Regions from separate parts of the Hordeum vulgare genome. Here region 1 is linked to region 2. The links are chromatin contacts, called in public Hi-C maps. All regions are on one chromosome and are shown on one strand. The core of a region is the stretch at or near the end of the contact, and the rest is flanking DNA. Distances in the headings are between cores, read along the strand shown. Region 1 has its middle 68 kb from the start of LOC123398970. Region 2 holds the start of LOC123434168 (aquaporin NIP3-1).

Evidence for each region. Hi-C and Micro-C count contacts between places; a contact is called where the count stands out from the background.
Region 1: a contact with region 2 is called in a Hi-C map of leaf, with 5 times the contacts expected there. The contact joins the enhancer-like site here to the promoter of LOC123434168 in region 2. A contact is called at or near these places in 2 of 6 Hi-C or Micro-C datasets (leaf and seedling).

What each region holds. Positions count from the first base shown.
Region 1 is chr1H:329,930,371-329,935,098 of MorexV3_pseudomolecules_assembly, forward strand. No RefSeq gene overlaps it. Among protein-coding and RNA genes, the nearest start is that of LOC123398970, 68 kb to the left of the region's middle. Within about 2 kb of position 1,556, at least 1 of the 3 cell types and tissues checked has open chromatin away from gene starts, as enhancers often do. A contact at or near this core is called in leaf, where this site is marked.
Region 2 is chr1H:329,636,836-329,641,598 of MorexV3_pseudomolecules_assembly, forward strand. LOC123434168 (aquaporin NIP3-1) reads left to right here and starts at 3,271. Exons shown (of 4, transcript XM_045115496.1): 1 at 3,271-4,192. The coding sequence starts at 3,968.

The DNA of each region.
Region 1 (4,728 bases), core at 306-2,805, 290 kb after region 2:
GGTGGTCCACGTCGGGGAAGAAGTCGTCGTCCGGGAAGTGATCGTCTGTGTCCGTGATGAAAGCCAGTAGTCGCGCTGAGAGCTCCCCAAAAACCTTATCGCCCTTCTCCCGTACAGGATCCAAAGAGACGGGGTTTCGGAGATCTATTGTCCTTACCTACAGTGCACGCTGCAAACCGGGATAGGGAAGAACGTAGCAGCAGCACAGAGTTTGGAACCGGTGGCAAGAGGAAGTTCTGATGCGTCTCTCGAGAGAGGAGCGACCTCTATCTTATAGGCGCACGAGAAGGAGGCAAGAGGCCAGTGACGGGAGCTGGAGAGAACGATGGAGATGAAACGAACAGACAACAGCCAAAGGGTGCAGCGTTTGTGTTCAATGTCTACTACAGCAAAAAAACGTTCAACTTTCGAGTGACCTTTCGTATACCAGTCGTGCGTGGCAAAAAATTAGTTCGGCTCGGAATTCATTCCCGCAACCCGCGACACGTCGTGACGAGGCGAGGTGGGTGGCGGAAGAGGAGGAGCGCGCGTGTATGTCTCTCTTGTTCTCATGCTCATACATGTTTGGAAACATCCTCCCTTATAAGGAGGTTCAACATCCACTAAACTAGCAATGTGGGACTAAACTTTTCCACCTCTTGCCTTGCACAAATGGGTTGCGTGGGCCTCTAGGATTTATTAGGAATTTCTGAAATGATATATTGGGATGGCCCAAAAGTAGATAGAATTCCAGCATCTTTCCTATCCCCCTCACACCGTGTATCTCTCTCTTTCTCTAGATTAAGAGGATGTCGTCACCACCGAGCAAAACGCCGCACCCATCGCCAGATCCATCAACGCCACACCAGGATGGTCGGCGTAGCACCACATCGACATCGGACCATGGACCCCGCCGCTCTGTCCCCCGCCCACAAGGCCGCGCAGGACTCTAGCACCGGCGATAGCCCCAATGGGCTTCCAAGATGATGCGCGACCCGTCACGGGGGAGGGGTTGTCCCCGAGGAGCATGGAACCGGTGAATCCGTCGGTCAGGAGCTGGGCAGCGCCCTCCATCATCGCCGTCGTTTGGGGAAAGACGTGGTCCCGGTCGATGCGGTGTGGGGCAGGCGGCACGGGGGAGGAGGTGGTGGCGGGATGGAGGTGGAGATGACCTGGGCGACGTCCTCCATCATCGCCGTCGTTTGGGGAAGGACGCGGTCCCGGTCGACGCGGTGTGGGGCCGGCGACACGGGGCACGAGGTGGCGGCGGGATGGAGGTCAAGATGGGATCGAGGAGGAATGGTCGTGTTGGGCGATGTTTTTTCTCTCCTGTGTACCGGTTCGGGGCTGACTTATGACGGGACTGCTGGTTGATTTCTCGTAAACATAGGGAATGTTTTGCGAAACTACCACGACGGTGAACGGACAGAAGGAGTAGCCGCTTTAGTATTAGGTAAGGACTAAAAAGAAACTGTTATACCCGTCTATAATTAATTCCTCGTTCATGTGTGGGCCTGTTTTTTCCTTTGATTTCTATGATCACGGACATGTTAAGACCCAAAGCCCATATGATGCGAACCCTTATCCAACTTGGCGCCTGCACGGTTACTTTGTTGGGCCAATTTTGAAGCTGGCCCATTCCACTAAACGCAGCACCGTGAAAAATCATTAATAACGCAAAAATCGGCTCTCGTGAGTTGCCCAACCACTAGACCAAACAGCCTTTAGTAAATCATTAGGGCGCACACTATTTAAGAAGTAAGTATAGCCACACAATTTATTGCATATATAAAGTAGAAAATTGTGATTTTAAAAAAATTGAAGAAAATTTGAAAGTTTACATAACCCAAAAAACCAATAATTCAAATAATTTTCATGAGTTAAAAAAATTCAACGATTTCAAAAAGGTTCAAAGTTGAAAAAGTTCATCAATTTTGAAAAAAGTTCATCGTTTTGCAAAGATACATTCAATTTATAAAAAGGTTCATAAGTTATAAAAATACTACATCTGTTTTCAATAATAAGTTCATCAATTTTGAATAAAAGTTCTTCGTTCTTTGAAAAAAATCAATTTTGAAAAAAGTTCATCAATTTTGGAAAAAATCATCAATTATCAATTAAAGTTCATCGATATTGAATAAAATTTCTTCGTTCTTAAAAAAAGTTTATGGATTTTTGAAAAAAGTTCATCATTTTGGAGAAAAGTTTAAAAACCTGAAAAAGGTTCATGATTTTTGTTCATAAAATTTGAAAAAAAATCATAGATTTGAAACAACTCTCATCAATTTTGCAAAAAGGTCATAGAAATTAGAAAAAAGATCATAAATTTAAAAAATACAACACATTTAAAAAAGTTCGTCTGTTTGTAAAATAGTTCATCCAATTTGAAAAAAAGATTAGTTAATTTGGGGGAAAAAGTTCATCAATTTTTCAAAAAATAAATTAAATATGAAAAAAATTCAACTACTTTGAAAAACGTTCATCAATTTGAAGAAAAAGTTCACAAATTATAAAAAAAGACAATCATCGTGACTGGAAGAAGAAAAATTAAAAAAGAAATGAAAAACGCAAAAACAAAAATGAAAAACAGAAAAGAAAAAAGTAAATAATAAAAGATGCAAACCAATGTTACTCATCAGGTGAGGCGAGGTAGCGCGGTGGTTACTGCCTATTAACTTGATCTAGAGTTCGATACCTCGCACCGCTGCTCATTTTTGTGTCTTTATATCAGAAAAAAAAGTCAAGATTTGTCGGCCCAAATTGCACTATAACGGGTGCGTGTCGCGCCAAAGAGGATTTGCACTATATGACGCCTTTGATTTTCTATTAAACTTCAAAATAGAGTGCAAACGACGATTTCTGTTAAACTTCAAAAGAGAGTGCATTCGGCGTGACTAGAATTCACGACGTCTTTGTTTAGAGTGACCGCAGTAATCAACTAGAACATCTTAAGAGCATCTTTAATAGATGATGTATATTTTAATATTTTATAAATTGGTGATGGTCCACATTTCGAGCATTAAAAAATAATTTTTACATCTCTGGACAAGGTTTAACTACAACGGATGGTCTAAAACAGAGATGTAAAAAAAAAAAAAAAAACTTCAACAGATGGTCCAGAACGTAGATGCAAAACCAGTTGGTGGCCGCGCGGTTGTTGTTCAGACACTGTACAACCACACATATTACAAAAAAAATCTAAAAACAACATAAAAAAATTATACATGTCCACAATATCAAATTACTACACAGTTCTTCAAATTTACGAGAACAGATGCAACACAAATACAACATATTTTTGCACAATACAACATAATTTTTCACAAACAAATAATGAATGTATGCGGCTCTTTCGGCCTGCCATTTCCAATGCTCTTTCATCAAATCTTTCTTGAATTGATCATGCACATCATAGTCTCTAATTTCGTTGTACACCTTCATGAAACGTCTGATGCGCTGTTTTTCGCATAGGGTTAACAGAAATGCCCATCAAGTGATAGAAATTGTAATATAAATGTTGTCCATGATCGTTCTCAATGATCATATTGTGCATAATCACGCAAGTAGTCATGATGGACCAAAGAATCTTATGATCCGAGAATCTAGATGGTCCTCGCACAATAGAAGATTGAGATGGAAAAATCCCAAAAGCCCTCTCAACATATTTTCTAACGACCGCTTGTGCATTGTGAAGACAAGTTCTTTCTTACCTTCGGGTTCTGCAACCGGCTTGACAAATCTTCTCTACCTTGGGTAGATCCCATCTGCAAGATAGTACCCATAGTTATATGTGCGTTCATTTGCTTCCAAGGTCACTCGTGGTGCTTCTCCATTTGCTAACTTGGCAAACAAAGGTGACCGGTCGAGCACGTTGATGTTATTGCAAGATCCAGACATCTCAAAATATGCATGCCAAATCCATGTTTCATGATCGGCAATTGCCTCAAGAATGATAGTGGCATCCTTCGCACGACCCTTGAATTGTCCATGCCATGCTTTTGGGCAGTTTTTTTGTTTCCAATGCATGCAATCCATACACCCGAGCATACCTGGAAACCCTCGAGCTTTGTCCATCTCCAAAAGCCTCTCAGTGTCCTCGGTATTGGGTGCTCTCAAGTATTATGGACCAAACACTTCTACCATAGTCATTGCAAATTGCTTAACATAGAAGATAGCAGTGTTCTCTGCCATCGCCAAGTTGTCATCAATGTAATTTGCCGGAACACCATATGCCATCATGCGCAAAGCGGCAGTGACCTTCTGTTCAATGTTATGGCCAAGCAACCCAGCACAGTTCATTCTCTGCTTGAAGGCTGGATTGTGCTGCTTCACGGAATTGCAAATGGGGATGAACAAGTCTTTCGACATTGTGAAACGGCGTCGGAACTAATTCTACGGGAAAACATGTGGTGATCCAAAGTAGTTGTGCATCCACCGTTTGTGCGCATCAATTTGTTCTCTCTAAATGAACGCACTACCTTAGACAACACCATCGTGCTTTGGCTTCTTCCCCTTGTGCATGACCACTAGCATAGCAATGTCCTCTTCTTCATGCAAATCAAGTTCCTCGCATGATGAATCATCCACGAATGAAGAGTCAACCGAGATCATCTACAATGCAGACATCCAATGTCAAACATACTATCAAATCCCAATTTAAATCATCAAGTTTTGTCGTTTTTTACCTTGGGGAATTTTGTCGAACACCTTGTGCGCGGGGTGGAAGCAGATGGTCGGCGGTTGGATTGG
Region 2 (4,763 bases), core at 2,021-4,520:
GACATTGGCAATTTGGCATGCAGCTGCAGATCTCGGCCTTTTATACATCCGTTATTATACATACAGTACATGCTACGAACCAGAGATGAGATCGAGCAGAAAGAAACCAGGCGTGATGGTGTGCGCGATCGATTGGCATCGGAGTGAGCCATTCCTCGCCGCACATTTCGTTCTCAGGGGTGCCACCGAGGGGCCCTTGGTGCTGCAGTCCAAGGCCTGAGTGGACTTTGGCAGCACTGCTACTTTCAGCCAGGGTCTGGTTGCAGGGCAAGTTCAGCAGGGGAAATGATGATCCAGGTAGCTGCAGGCGTGGGAGCAGCTATTTCTTCGCGTGCGGCCCCATCTCATGGCTGACGGACCATTTCAATTTCCATGGAAAAGCAAAAGCAACGCTTACACATGGATCTAGTGCTTTCGCTTTTTTCTCTGACGATCAAGGCTACTCCTACATGCATTGATCGATACACTGCAGCCAGAAGGCTGCCAAACACGCCCTAAGAATGATCACGTCTGGAGACTGTATCTTGGTCAATCCACACTGGCAATTAAAAAAATATATCAAGTGATTGCTGTCTAGTCTGCAATGCTCCGTCGGGAATTCTATGTCGTCGCGGAAGCAGTGCTCCATCAGGCGTCGAATGAATGACTAGAGCAGCGGCGGGTTCGTCGTGCTGTTTCAGCGAGGGGCTTATTCAGACTGAACCAACCAATGGTTCAGAGCAAAAGCAGCCATATAGATAGCTTACTGTAGGAACAGTTGGTCCACTGTCATCACGCCCATGGATTGATCCATCCATCCGTGTAGTGCAGGTCACACAAAGGCGCTACTAGGAGCTAAGCTACGACTTGCCCTCTCAGCTCCCGCTAGCTAGCCCCTTGACTAGAGCACGAAACGACGGGAAAAGCAGCGGCGTGCGAGAGGTTTTGCTTGCCCCTCGCCGTGAGATGACATGCGAATCCGTCTGTTTATCCGCTGCCCGGGTAATTCCGCGCCGGGCGCACGGCATTCCGCCAGTACCGTCCCGCCCTAGGGCGTCGAGTGTGAGTGAGCAGTAGCTAGTGAAGGAAGGCATCGTCTGAAACGTGTGCTGCCGACCATACCGTGGCCATTTGCGTCAGGAAACTGAGCCGAGCGTGCACAAGAATGTAATGCTCCATCACCGCTGCAGCTGCGGCCCATCTGATTTCCTTCAAGGGCGCTGCGCTTTTTGCTTCAGATGCTTCTGCACACTGAACTATTCCCGAAGCGTAAAGCGCGCGTGGGTTAGTGGGCGAAACTATACACCGGCGGGATCGTGAGATCTGCAGCATAAAACTTTATTCCGCGGACAATTGTCGGTCCACGGTGCAAGCACAATCTTTTAATCGCGGTGTCAGCAGCTAAGCTAATTAACCTAGGTTATGTTCTTCAGAGAAAAGCCGCTTTGTCTAATCGGGGCATCGCTTGACGTGGCCCGCTGAGCATTTTAGGAAGAGGCATTTGTGATTAATTAGCCACAGAATGATTGGTGATATCGTCGCGCAGAAATTAATGTTTGGGGTAGCACTCATGCAAGCTGTCCGGTCGAGAAGGACACCGGTTGGTGTACAGTTTGCTGCACACTCTCTGTTGTTCAGATATCAAACCGGGGAGGTTTGTTTCGGCCGTTCATCGGTCTCCCTGTATTCGTCAGTCATCATTCATTGCAACGGATTCAAGCTCCCATCACTGGATTCGTTGATCTCAACGGGTTAATCACATTATCCACATGGAACGGATGTGGAGTGTTGATGCCACTGTCAAGAAGTTAATGTGTACATGGCCATTTGTCCATTCATTTCATAATGCTATTTCTGGCCCTTCTATAGTCAGAGCATGATTAACAAGGTAACCAAACACCTGCTTGAACAAGTGGAGATTGTGGAGGTAGGTGACATCCGTGGTTCTGCCAAAACCACATATGCTACTAGTAATCCAGCATGAACACGTGTACAGTCGTGCTGCAAAACCAACACAGCGCATGACATGATTAATTTTAACTTGTGGACATGACATGATTGAGGTCTTAATTCTCAGTGCTGCAGGTGCAGGACATGACGGCACTGACCGAGACGATGGACTTCTACTCTACTTAAGTGCTAATAACTGCATCAGCTCTCAAAGCATCTAAAAGTCAAGGACAATGGGCTCGATGTGCTAAGGGCAAGTGGGCAACTTCAAATCCAAACGGACAACGGCAAGTGGACAATGGATCATCCGTCGGCTTGTTCGTGTCCGTTTTTTTAAATGAATCATCACATGCATTCAACGATAAGCAAGTGAGCAGCAGCATTATGACAGTAAAATAATAGAAGAGAGATGTGTGAGGGTGGGCCACCAAATTAAAATAAATAAGCAAAGATGGCTGGTTGACTATGTGACAAGTGGGTCAGGCCGGATACATACGGACAACGTAGGCACAGAAAATGTCCGCTTTGTGTTTGTTAGCGACCCAAATGTAACTCAAATTTACGTCAGAAATGAATCCGCGTGTACACAAAGCGAGCGTAAAATGGAAATGAGTCTTTACGTTGCGCCATCACTGTTATCTGTATCGACCTATACGGACGAAATGAGTCCTCCCGTTTGGGTTTCTCTAAGTCATCGAGTGTATAGTATGATCAGGAAGGAATCTTCGGGTTCAGAAATCAGAAGAGTGAAAGATCACCTGATCGCGCGTCCCCGTGCATACATGGCCGACACCGAGTGATATCATATTGTACTCTTTCCTCGATCAAACTGCACACGCATGGTTCCAAACACCGGGTGATATCATGCAATAATTTAACAAGAGCTCCATTTGACCGGGGTTCTGATTAAACAATGAGCAATGATCAATGTCGCGCCAGCACAATAACAGAGCAAAATGCCAGTACGTTGATTGAAACGACTCTTTTCGTGTCGGCTTAACGCCGCATTGTTTGATCGATGAAGAACGACAGCTTCAGAAACTTAGCTAAGATATTCTCTTTAGTTTGGCATTTATCTCGCTTAAAGTTACTATCTGATGAAGCGCCCGCTCCACTCCACTATTTGTTCTGCTTGTCTTGAACTAATGCTACGATCATCACTGGTTTAATCCAGGGTTTTCCTGATGACGCGATCTCGATGCCCTCCATGTCCTGTGGTTAGCCGGCGTGCATTATTGAAGAGCAGTTGGCGTTGGGAGAGAAAGATGCCTCGAGAAGTGGAGGAAGCCATTGACCTCGATCCGTGGCCTCATGTGCTCCCCCAGCTGGGCTTGCTATATAGACAGCTCCGTCGACACCCACTCCATCCCTCCCATCCCGCTGCTCCTTCCTCCTCGCCTTCGACCGCCATTGACACCACCTGCATTCCCACTTCCCGTTCTTGTTCCTGCAACCCGAATGCGCTCTAATTCTTCCTCAGCTCCAATCCCAGAGTGAACAATCCTGTTCTTGAGATAGAGCTGGGCACCATTCCGCTTCCGATTCCTTAGCCAAACCCTGAGAAAAAACCTACGAATCATGTAGAGCACGCCACCTCCAGCATCGGCCCAGATCCAACCCAGAAAGAAAACCACAAAAAAAAAATCAGTCACTTCCCTCCTAGCCAGTTAGTTTCAAAAGGCTGCAGGGCTGCATATCTAGTAGGCTGGACTCACCCGCACCGAGTCCTTAGCGGAAAATCTAGAAAAGCCTCCGGATCATGTAAATCTGCCCGCTTGCCACCCAGCCAAAAAAACCAACAAAAAAGAAAGTTGACAGAAGCTCCAATCATGCATCGCTAGTCGTAGCCATCAGTCGCGGTCCTGTGATCCTGCTGGAGATAATCCGCCCGTCGCCGTAGCATCATCATGCCAGCAAAAACCGTCAAATCATGTAGTTCGTGAGCCTCCTATTTCCGTTCCACCGCCGCATTCGATCGTCTCCAAAAAAAGAGTGGGAGAAGAAGGGTTGGTGGTTTAGCAGAGTCCAGAGTGGTGTGATGGAGGCGGCGGCTGGTGCTGGGGCTGGGGCGGAGACGCCGAACCCGTCGGCGCCGGCGACGCCGGGGACGCCGGCGCCGCTGTTCGCGGGGCCGCGGGTGGACTCGCTGTCGTACGAGCGCAAGTCGATGCCGCGGTGCAGGTGCCTGCCGGTGGAGGCGTGGATGTCGCCCAACGCCTGCGTCGTGGAGATCCCCTCGCCGGACGTCTCGCTCCCCCGCAAGGTACATGCACGTGCACACATTGCCACGCCCATATTCGGCCTCGTCTCTCTGCAAACGTCTTGTTTTTTTTTTTTTTACTCTTCTGTTGGCCCTGCTAGGCTTTCTTTTACTCTTCTGTTGGTGTACCGCAACGCTACAAAAGTTCGTGTCTGGCTCTACGAAGTCATGACTCGTGAACATGCTTTTAGGAATCTTTTCTTCTTAGAGCCCTGCACGTCGTTTTGTTTAGAAATTCAGTGGAGATGGCGCGAAAATAGTGAGCTTAAGCACTGATGACCAGTGGAGAAAAAAGGTGGGAAATACGCATCATGCGTACGCAGGTCAGCCGCACGAATTTTTGGCCTGGCTCGGCGGTGCCCGCCCTACAGGCCACGGCCCCTGGTCGAGAGACATGCTTGTAGACTCCGTGACGACGTACCATTCAGCGTTCAGTCCACAAACCCAAACGCATCACCCAACCAGCAACGGTTCAAAGTAGTATTGTAATAATATTCCCTCACAACCCGCATAGCCACCTCTCTAGTAAAGTCTAGGCGGAATAATTTGCTGAGATCAGGAATGCACGAGAAAT